Regions from separate parts of the Sus scrofa genome. Here region 2 is linked to region 1. The links are chromatin contacts, called in public promoter capture Hi-C maps. All regions are on one chromosome and are shown on one strand. The core of a region is the stretch at or near the end of the contact, and the rest is flanking DNA. Distances in the headings are between cores, read along the strand shown.

Region 1 (5,122 bases), core at 2,371-4,870:
GGAAACACAACTTTAAGAGCTGAAGCATCACACGGCCGCAAAAAAGCCAGAGCAAACGTCACAGAGTCAGAACCAAAGTGACCGTGGGCTGGAGAGACTTGGGAGGACAGCAGTGGTCAGAAAATTCCTCCCAAGAAGGAGATGGCGAATGGGGTAAACCCAGGATGGCTCTGTGAGAATCACTTATAGATCTCTCCCTTCCAGATCCTGCCCTGCAGTCATACACAGACCCATCTCTTCCCAGAAGAGCTAAGAGGCATGATTCACAGGATGGACATACCCACAGACGTCATCCCATACTTTCTACCTCGGCAGGGTGACTCAACCTTAACTACCTAAGAGAAATAAATGAAAGATTCCAAAGAGCTCAGACCCGGACCTCAGTAACTCAGCCAACCATCTAATCATCTTTTGAAGTCTGAAAGTTCTTTCACACACAGACTAAAAACTCAAGTTTATGGTCTCCATTTCAGTTCTACCGTCCCCAAAGTTTTATGAACACCCAACATGTTTTAAGGCTCTCAGATACAACACTGTACTGTTACGAAGTCTTAACTAGAGTTTAGGGTGTTATTACATATTTAAGGAGTGCTGTAGAAAAATGTAACCCACAAAAATCTATGGCTGTTTCCATAATGCTGCATTCATCCTCTACGCCCACACATCTTTGATATTTTACTTCTCCTGCCTCAATAAAGTCCCTTGTTCGAGAAACGTACTTTTGTTATACATCTAATTAAAACGGATTAAAGTTAAATTGCTTTGAAAAATGAGTTACATAAATGTGACTAAGAGTTTAAAATTACCCAAACTGCAATAACCTTCGACTTTATTCTCTGGCAGAGTTAAGAGTCACATGCTGTTTAACACCTGAGGAGCAGAGGCACACAGTAGGAATGCAATTACTGCTTCTCGATGTATCATCATCAACAGCTGCCATTTAGTCAGCAAATACCATGCCAGGCAGGAACGAAGCACTTTGCAGGTTATCTTTTAATCCCCACAACAACCCTATTAAGCAGTTCTATCTCCATTTTACAGATAGAGACACTGAGGCTCAAAGTAACAGCTGCTAAATGCAGAGAAGGAATTTGAGCTCAGGTCTCTCTCACCAGTTCTCTGAAATATACCCGCAGAGCTTTTCCATTAAGTGCAGAGTTGTGAGGTCTCAACCTCACTGGCCGTTAGGTCCCCCACATACTTCACTGACAAAGGTGACAATTCTTGTGGGTTTGGCCTGTATGTGTTAGTTCTCCTGGGCAGACCAATGCTGCTGAAATAACTTTACCAAAAGAAGCCGGTGAGGATGCAGCATTTGACATAAACCACAGCCCCCATGAGCGTGGTTACTGCCACACTTTAAGCTCTAGGGAAAGACACAGCCCTCCTCAAGTAGGCCACTCCTGTCGGCCCCGAGAAAAAGCATTTCTAGAAGGCAGCAGACCCCAAACACAGGCTTCTTCTTACTCTGAGGAGGAACTGCAGCGGCTCTAATAGCAGAGAAGCCCACCACCAAGAACAAGTCTTAGCAAGCATGCTGCTAGCCTTAGCGACAAGAGATTCCTGGCCAAGGTCACATTTCACAAACCTCCATCCCCAGGATATTTTCCTGCCCGGGTACCTCCCCCTACACAATGTTTGCTTCAACAAGTATTTCAAGGAAACCACCAGCTTCAGTAGGCGGCTGGCACAGTGAGTGCCATGGAGAATGCATTCCCTCTGCTGGCCCACGATCATTTCTGCACTAACAAGTTCATTCTCCATATGCGTGGATGCACATCTACACACTCAACTATTCAGACACACTAAGCGTCATCCATTAACTGAGCTAACAGAAACCACCTTTCATTTTGAATTTACAGCATAACAATTATTTCTTCTGAGAGAAAACAGAGTCCGAACTGAACGGCTGGCCAGGCCAGCCTGCAGACCACCCGCTCTCAGCTTCCCCACCCCCCCAACTAATTTCTTTACTTCACTAGCAGGTGTTATCAGAAAAATCTAAGTTTCAGGGGCCCACGATATCCACCAATTTCAAAGTTCTTAATTGCTGAAATCAAGAGGTTTCCTCCAGCTCTAAAATCCCATTCCCCTCTCATAAACACAAAGTCCTCTCTTTTCTGTGGCTGCACTTTGCTTTCTTCGGTCTGTTGGTCCTGGAAGGACCTCAGTTCAACTAAAGGCCTGGGGGGAGGGGGGACCTTTGTGAGTTTATTTTTCAGCAGCACAGATCAAGAATGCAGCCCCACAGCGATTAAGGCGACTAAGCTTCCAAATACTCTCTCCAGCCTAAATAGTTTGATCCTGTGGGAACCAAACACTGTCTAAGAAAGAAAAGGAGAGGCTAAGAGTGCGGGTCTTCACTTTCTCCAGGGAGGAGCGTCGCTATGCCCTGGCGGGGGGTTGTCACTTCCAAACCTTGTGTGCAAAGTCCCAGCCCAGATCAGTCATCTTGCTTTAACTTCACGGCAGGGCCTACCCAGTGCAGGGGCCCAGAGGGTCTTGGGTGGCGCTGGGCGATTTGGGGCTCGGGCGGGGGTAGGGGAGGCCAGCCGCACCATTAAGAGGGTCTTGTTTTCTGAGCTGATCTAGTCCTGCAAACAGGTGCTTGGTTACTTCCATCTTTGGTGGGGGAGGGCATGATCAAGTCTCCCCTACAGAGGCACCCGCCCTTCGGGAAAAGCCACGCAGGACGAGATGAAAGGTGGCTTGCTAACTTCTGCGGGTCGTGCGAGTCTGCGAGGGACCGGGTGTTCTGTGGAGCCTGGGAAAGGCCCGGACCTCCATGAATGACCCTCCTGGCCACCTCACCACAGCGATACAGCGACTCCCCACCCCACGTCACCCCCGCCCCAAACACACACGTGAAGCTCGCCAAAGCGTGCCACCTGCCGGGTTCCCAGCAAACACGCCCGGGAGGAAGGACCGCCGGAAAGCACTGTGTTCAAAAAAAAAAAGTAAACTCTCCCGGGGCCGAGGACGGCCCCACCTAGCACTGGGGCCGCAGTCTGCAGGGGTCGGCCCCCCAGGTTCTCCTCCTTCCGGGACTGAATGGGGGAAGGCGCGGCACCGGGCGGCGCCGGAGGCGAGCGCGCAGGGCGCCGGGCCGCTTTGCCCCCGGGGCCGGCGGAGTCCCGGGCGGGGCAGGCCGGCCGGCGGGAACGCGGCGCGCCCTCGCCCCTGTTCGCGCGCGGGCCGGCGCCCCTGTGGGGTGGGCAGTGTCGGGGAACTCACAGCCGCTTCTCCTCGGGCTCCAGCTGCCTGTGCATGGCCAGCGAGAAGCCGAAGAGGCTCCCGGAGTCCCCGGTTTTCTCGATCACATTGTCCTCTCTGGTGTCCAAGTTGAAGGCGGCACCGAGCCGGGGCAGGAGCCCCGCCGACAGGTAGAGCAGCCACAGCCGCCCCGCGGCCGCCATGGGCCGGCGCACCCGGAGGGGAACGCGAAGCTGCGTGGCCGCCCTGCGCTCCGGGCCGGTTCAAGGCTGCCGTGCCGCTGCCGCCGCGGCCACCTCGGTCTCCTCTCTCCGCCGCGCCCGGCCCCACCCCCGGGACGAGTCGCGCTCTCCGCCCGGCCGCTCCCCCTCGCGGGCAGCTCCCGACCACTGAATGAGCCCGTTGTTCTCTGGAGACTCGCAGGCGTTTTATCAAGTGACGAGGACGCCGGCCCCGCCCCGGCCCTCCCCACTCTCTGGCCCCTCCTCGCGCGCCCGCCGCCGGCACCTTCCCGGTCGACCCGGCAGCGGGGCGGCCCGGCGCTGCCCCTCCCCGCCGCCCGGAGCCGCCCGGCACCTGGCCCGGAAGCCACGGCGGGGAGACCCGGAGGCTTGCTGCGGACCCGGCAGCCCCAGCCTGGGGGTCCTCCTGGAGAGAAGTACTTGGGTTGTGATTGCCTGTCGTCGCAGAGCTGGAAAGGCGTTTACTACCTGTTAGTAAAGGCGAGCGCGGGTGATGCACCCACCCTGATCGCCCCAAGCAGCGAGCGCTCTCCGACGGTGGCCCACGTGCAGATGCAGGCTTCCTTCTTTCATTCCACAAGTGTTTATGGAGCGCATAATGCGGGCCAGGTACTTGGGGAATGGAGCTGCGAAGATTGTCCTCCGCCCTCAAAGACCTAACCTCAAAAAGGGTAACAGCACAAACGTTAACAGTGCTGTGCAATTTACAACGCATAGCTATTCATCTCATTTCATGCGTCTAACACTCCTGTACCGTGGTTAGTTTTGCAGATGAGAAAACTGAAGCTCAGCCTTGCTCCAGAGCATCCAGGGATATCTGTGCCCAGGTGAAAAGGAGAGTTTGTGGGATAAGTCACACTGGTGTAGGCAAGTTAAAACTTGGTTTCCAGGTGTTCTGAGGCTGTGACGCTCCTCAGGAGTGAAGGATGCGTTCTTTAAAGTGGCACCCACAAGCTCAGGAGCCCTTCATTCCTGCCCCTAAATTCCCAGAACTAGCTGGGAGGAGAACATCCCAGCCCAGACACTGCTCTGAGCTGTGTGGGTGGCCTAAAGCCTCCAGCCTCCAGGACAAGGGGTGGGGCCTCCAGTAAGGTTTGACCCCTGGGGTGACTTTCTCCTGCAGGAGAGAGAATTCAGGTTACTGTGAATTTGGATGACAAATAATTTACTTTTTTTTTTCATTAACCCTCTGACATTTACCATTTCCTTCCTTTCCGAATGTAGGCAACACAAACACACCACAGGAGCAGTAAGAATCCATGACTTGGTCTCCAGGAGAACCCATAGGTTTTTTAAAATCACAAAACAGTTTTTGAAAATATCTTAAATGACAGTAGTTATTAGCTAGACCCTCGGCTGAATCTTGTTATGCGATGTTAATTAAAATGTATATAACATTGCTGTATCACAATTTTTAAAAACATTCTGTTAACTGTATTTCCGCATAATTGGCTTCCTTTGTAATCCCATGTATTTTATTTTATGTGTTTAAAAACCTTTTTCTGAAAAGGGGTCCATGGTCTTAAGTAGCCTGCCAAAGGGGTCCCAGAGTCTCCTGGAATGCCTCTGTGAGCCTGCCTTAGAATCAGACATCCTACTTTGGAAATAGAAGCGGAGCTGCAGGCCAAGGGAAGAGCTGGAGCTCTGTGTATGTTTACACGTGGGGG
Region 2 (5,033 bases), core at 1,141-3,640, 35 kb before region 1:
GATCAAGGTGGGGTCCTTGGTACCTGGAACTTCTGGCAGGGGCAAGGCCAAGGGCTGCCCCATGCCTACTCCACTAATGTCATCCCTGAACCCAGAAGCTCCAACAGTTGAGCGGCAAACTAGCCTAAGTTCAATGACCCAGCAGGTGTGGGGACGGAACCCTGACCCTGGTACCTGGAGGGATAAGCACAGAATCACAGGTTGTGGGCATTAGAAGCACCAGAGAAGGCACCCAGCCCTTGAACTTTACAGAGGAAGAAAGCCTGCAACTATCCTGCCCCTAAGATCTCACAGCAAGTTGGGGGGCGGGGGGGGGGGCGGAAACAGACAACACTTTGGAGCAATGTTTTCCCCATTCCTTTAAATTCTAGGAAATAAAACCCAGTATTTTATGGTGTTTACAATTTAGTTGAAGGGGCAAAACCTAAACAAAATGAAACACTGAAACAAGAACTGTTCCATTTACTGACAGGTGGCAGACTAATTCCCAAAGGGTGAGGGAAGGCAAAGAATCAAAGCATTATTGCAGCTGGGTGGGGTGAAGGCAGGGAGAGTTCCTGTAAAGGTAACCAACTCCAGAAGAAGGCTACAAAGAGCAGGCCAGGAGTTCCAAGGTTATTACAGTGTATCTTCTCTGACCACTTCCTTCCCTCATCCACACCCCAGGAGGCTGGCAAGCTCCCCAAGGCAGGTACTGGGCTAGTTATTTCCTGTTGACCACACTTGCTCATTCGTTCACTTATTCATTCCACAAACATTCAAGAGCCTCCTGGGATGAATCAGGATTGCTCCCCTCCCTGCCAACCCCAGGCCTGCAGGAGCCAGATCCAGAAGCAGGTCTTTAAACCACAGGGAGGTAGAAGCCATGTGAAGGCGGTCCATGGGGCGTGCTCAAACCTGCCCCGAGGAAGAGTGGCACCTAGAAATGACAGGACCTGCAGGTGGCCTGGCGAGAGGTACAGCACGTAGGAAGGCTGAGAGGGAAAGAGCCAGAGGAAATGGAGGGGTAGGAATGGGACGGGACGGACGGGCCGACAAGACGGGGTTGGGCAGCCTGGTCCGCGAGTTCCATGTTCCCGTGCTTGGGGCCACAGATGCGCACCCCCTGAGCCCCCTGCAGCCCCCTTGCTGTTTTGCCCGGCTGGGGACAGGTGCTTTCGGGTTTCCTGTTGTTGAAAAAGATGCAGAGATTGTTCCATTTACATGGACGCTCCTTCAGAGCCGACCGCTCCCTCCAAGCCCTGGTCCCCTGGCCACGTGAGAGGATGTCTCCCTCCTGGGTACCTGCCTCTTATGCGGTCCTAGACCCTTGCAGGTGGACCTCTAACTCCAGTTTGCCTGCTGGTTACAGGGGCAGCGGCAACAAAATTTCATGGGCTACAATTGCCAAGCTCGTGTAGAAGTCCTCCCCTCATCTTTGTGGCCGCTACTGCATTTGAAAGCTGGCCTCACAGGAGGATAGAAGCAGCAGGAGGGGTGGTGTTTTGTCGGCCCCCCCCCGGGGGGGGAGGCTGGGGGGAGCAACATATAGGAAAAGAGAACTTGACAAAATAAGAGAAATGTACTTTTCGAGAGTAATGTTAGCTGTCACACTGCCTCCCGTGTTCCTGGCACTGTCCTTCCTTCCAGGTCCCCTGGGCAGTGAGCCCACTTGGGGATCTGGCTCCGCTCAGATGGAGGAGGCAGAGGTGCAGTGTGGCCTCAGGCCCCAGGCCCCAGGCAGACAGAAGAGGAAGGCAGGTACCCACGGCGGGTAGGGGGCTGCCCCTGCTCTGGCTGCACCCCATTCCCTGGGACTTTGCTTACAGGAAAATCAGGAAAACAATGATGGAGGAGGCGGGTGGAGTTAAGTCAGATAAAGCTCTGAGCCATAGAAAAGTGGAAGCACCTTGATGGGCGAACATGGTAACACCAACCAAATGCAACAACTGGCAGGTCTCTTAACCCTCAAGGTAAAGTTGCCCTCTCAGGTTCAGGAAATAAGCCGACTCTGAATTCTGCTTAGAACCAGCCCTAATCACAGGAAGTCACAGCCCATTAGCTGAGGCTATGGCTGGCAAGGACAAATAATTGCAAATAGAACCATATCCAGCCAATGACGCTGTCCCCAGTACAAACCATCTACTTCCTCAGTAAGTCCTTTAGGACCTGGGTATTGGTCTAAGCCATTCGGAACCCAGCTGGCCCCTGGGTCAGCACAGTGACTACATTTCTAGAAGGGACAGTCTGCATCTTCGGCAGGATCCAGTCTACAACAAAATCCAGTTTCTACTCAAATCCCAGCTGTTTTCCCTTTGCCCCAATGCCCTTTGAGGCTGGGTTCAGTATGAGCAGCAGGCACTCTGGGCGCTGCCAGGATGCCCGCAGCAACTCTCAGGGCCCAGGCGGCAGCTGCCAGGCTGGTTCGTGTTCTTTTAAGAAACAGCAGCAGCAGCTGCTGTTCTCCACTGAAGCGCCCCATACATATGGAGGAATCTACAACTACAGCAACAACTCACATTCAGAGTGACAAGGACCAAGGCACATGAGTTATGGCCCTCAAAGGGAAGTGGTGGAAATGAACAGAACAGGGTCAAAGAAGCCTATTCCCATATTAGGTCAAAAGAAAGGCTGTAATTAACGAAGGGCAAGAATCTGAGTTTGACCAAAAGGAACAGGAAAAATTACTTCCCAAGTTGCTTTCCACAGACCCAGGGGACAATCACCTCCACTGTCTTCGAGCTATACTGATATATAAAAACTGCCTCAGCATTCCAGTATGGTAGAATTTCACCTTTAAAATACAAACCTCAAAACTTGCAAAACCATGTCATTTTGTTGTTGTTGTTCTTTTTACAGCCGCTCCTACAGCATATGGAAGCTTCCAGGCTAGGAGTCGAATCAGAGGTGCAATGGCCAGCTTACACCACAACCACGGCAACATCAGATCCAAGTTACATCTGCCATCTATGCAGCAGATTGCAGCAACACCGGATCCTTAACCCACCGAGCGAGGCTCGGGCTGGAACCTGCATCTTCACGGACACCATGTCAGGTTCTTAACCACCTCTTACCACATGATCTTTTAAAGATAACCAATAAAATCTGAAATAGTAACTACAGTGTAAAAGGCAAACTACACGTGCGTGGCGGCGATGACCAAGGACATGATATAAATTCAGGCCTTTGGAGTCTAGATCAGAATTCTTAGCACAAAGACTCAGGATCCAATACCATGCTATTAACCACAAGTTGTTTCAAACTTCACGTGAGCCGTACTCCTGTTTCCAATGGTCAAGCTCTCTTCCAAGTAGAGCTGGTATACTTTTGCATAATTACTTGAACCAAAAGTTCTAAACACTGGGGTACTTTTAAAACTCAAAGGACAATAGAGTCTTGCCTCATTGTTTCTGGCTCTAATTCATTTCCTTAAGGATTAAAGATTCTGCCTCTAGCTATGCAACTTTGTCCCAGGAAATGCAAAATATTGCTTCATTAGAACAAGGGCACTGTTATTGAATCTAAAACACAGCCTTCTTGGCTTGTCCAAATTAAGCCTTAAATTAGAAGATGGCATTAATAATTCAACAGTGTCACCTCTACCTTTAACCCATCTTTGAATTCCATCTTTAACTTTTTATAGTAATAAATACAAATGGACAGAACTCAAAAAGAACTCAAAAAAAAAAAAAAAAAGTAGAAAGCAACATTTTCTCCCAAGGCCCACTCTCTGGGCATAAACTCTTTACATTCTGGATTTAATTCTCTATAACTGTAGCTTTTACGTTGCTAAATTTCTTATCAGCTTTTGGCAATTAACTGTGGACCCTGCAATATGAAAAGGGGAACATTTAAACTACTCATTACTTTCCCTGTGTTTAAGAGAGGAACACAAGCAATAGAGCTATGTGCTCCCCTTTAAGTGTTAATATATTTTACCTTCTGCTTTCCCTTCATCGACTTCTGATACAAGCACTCCCTTCTCCAGATGAGGGGATGACACAATCAGCGGTCTGATGCCTCCCCCATTTTTCCTCTTGGTTTCTCCAAGTCCTACCATTCATGGGCTATACTTCCACACTATCATCTGAGCTACTGCCATTTGCATTTGGTCTTGTAACCACAACTCGGTCACCTGTTCTTTTATGAAACCAGGTAAATATTATTCAGTGCTGAACCAAACTGCATTGAGATTATCCTCTTTCTGGGACCAATATTGGAAGCCCTTGGCCTCCAAGGATACTGTTCCCAGCATCAAGGTCAAACAGGGTTGCTTTCCTTACAAGCTGTCAGTTGTCTGATATACTTCACACTTGGACCATGACCTTTGCTTTTCCTGGCGTTTTTCCTTACCTTTCCCTCCCACCCCCTCCCTTAGGTTGTTTGCTTTTATTCCAGCCTCACTGGTTTCTAAGCTCTCAATCCAGTCGTACCTTGTATCAAGTCAGGATCTCTTCTTTGCTCAGGTTTTCTCCTCAGAGCTCCTTGACCTCCTGGTACCATAGAGGTGCCACATCCTACAGGGTCAGGAGAGCCCTTCCTGAACTTCATTGCCCTCCTGGGTTGATCTGCTTTGACCTAGGATCTCATGGTTTCCTCCTTTTTTGGGGGGGAGGGGCTTTTGTCTTTTTAGGGCCACCCGCGGCATATGGAGGTTCCCAGGCTAGGGTTCAATTGGAGCTGCAGCCACCAGACACTGCCACAGCCACGCAGGATCTGAGCCATGTCTGTGACCTATTCCACAGCTCATGGCAATGCCAGATCCTTAAGCCGTTGATTGAGGCCAGGGATCAAACCCACAACCTCATGGTTCCTAGTTGAATTTGTTTCCGCTGTGCCATGACAGGAACTCATGCTTTCCTCTTATTTGAATGATTTGCTTAAGTATCATCTTAAGGAACAGTACATGCGATGCACACAGAGTCCCTACCTATATAAAAAACATCATTCTGCTCTCCCTCTTTGCCTGGTACTTTGGGTGTGGGGCCCTAGGTTGCAAAACACTTTCTTCAGAACCTTGATGTTACTGCTCTACTTGACTGTCATATTTAGTG

What was found. Promoter capture Hi-C pulls out the DNA fragments that hold promoters and counts their contacts.
Region 2: a contact with region 1 is called in a promoter capture Hi-C map of liver, with 2.2 times the contacts expected there. The contact joins the enhancer-like site here to the promoter of ITGA6 in region 1. A contact is called at or near these places in 1 of 5 promoter capture datasets (liver), 5 of 47 Hi-C or Micro-C datasets (brain, embryonic fibroblasts, heart right ventricle and 2 more) and 1 of 2 datasets of contacts at active chromatin or transcription factors (skeletal muscle).

What each region holds. Positions count from the first base shown.
Region 1 is chr15:78,502,606-78,507,727 of Sscrofa11.1, reverse strand. ITGA6 (integrin alpha-6) reads right to left here and starts at 3,620. Exons shown (of 26, transcript XM_021076079.1): 1 at 3,235-3,620. The coding sequence starts at 3,416.
Region 2 is chr15:78,536,093-78,541,125 of Sscrofa11.1, reverse strand. All of the region lies in intron 1 of ITGA6 (integrin alpha-6), which reads right to left. Among named protein-coding and RNA genes, the nearest start is that of ITGA6, 35 kb to the right of the region's middle. Within about 2 kb of position 2,390, at least 6 of the 83 cell types and tissues checked have an H3K27ac peak or open chromatin away from gene starts, as enhancers often do. A contact at or near this core is called in liver, where this site is marked.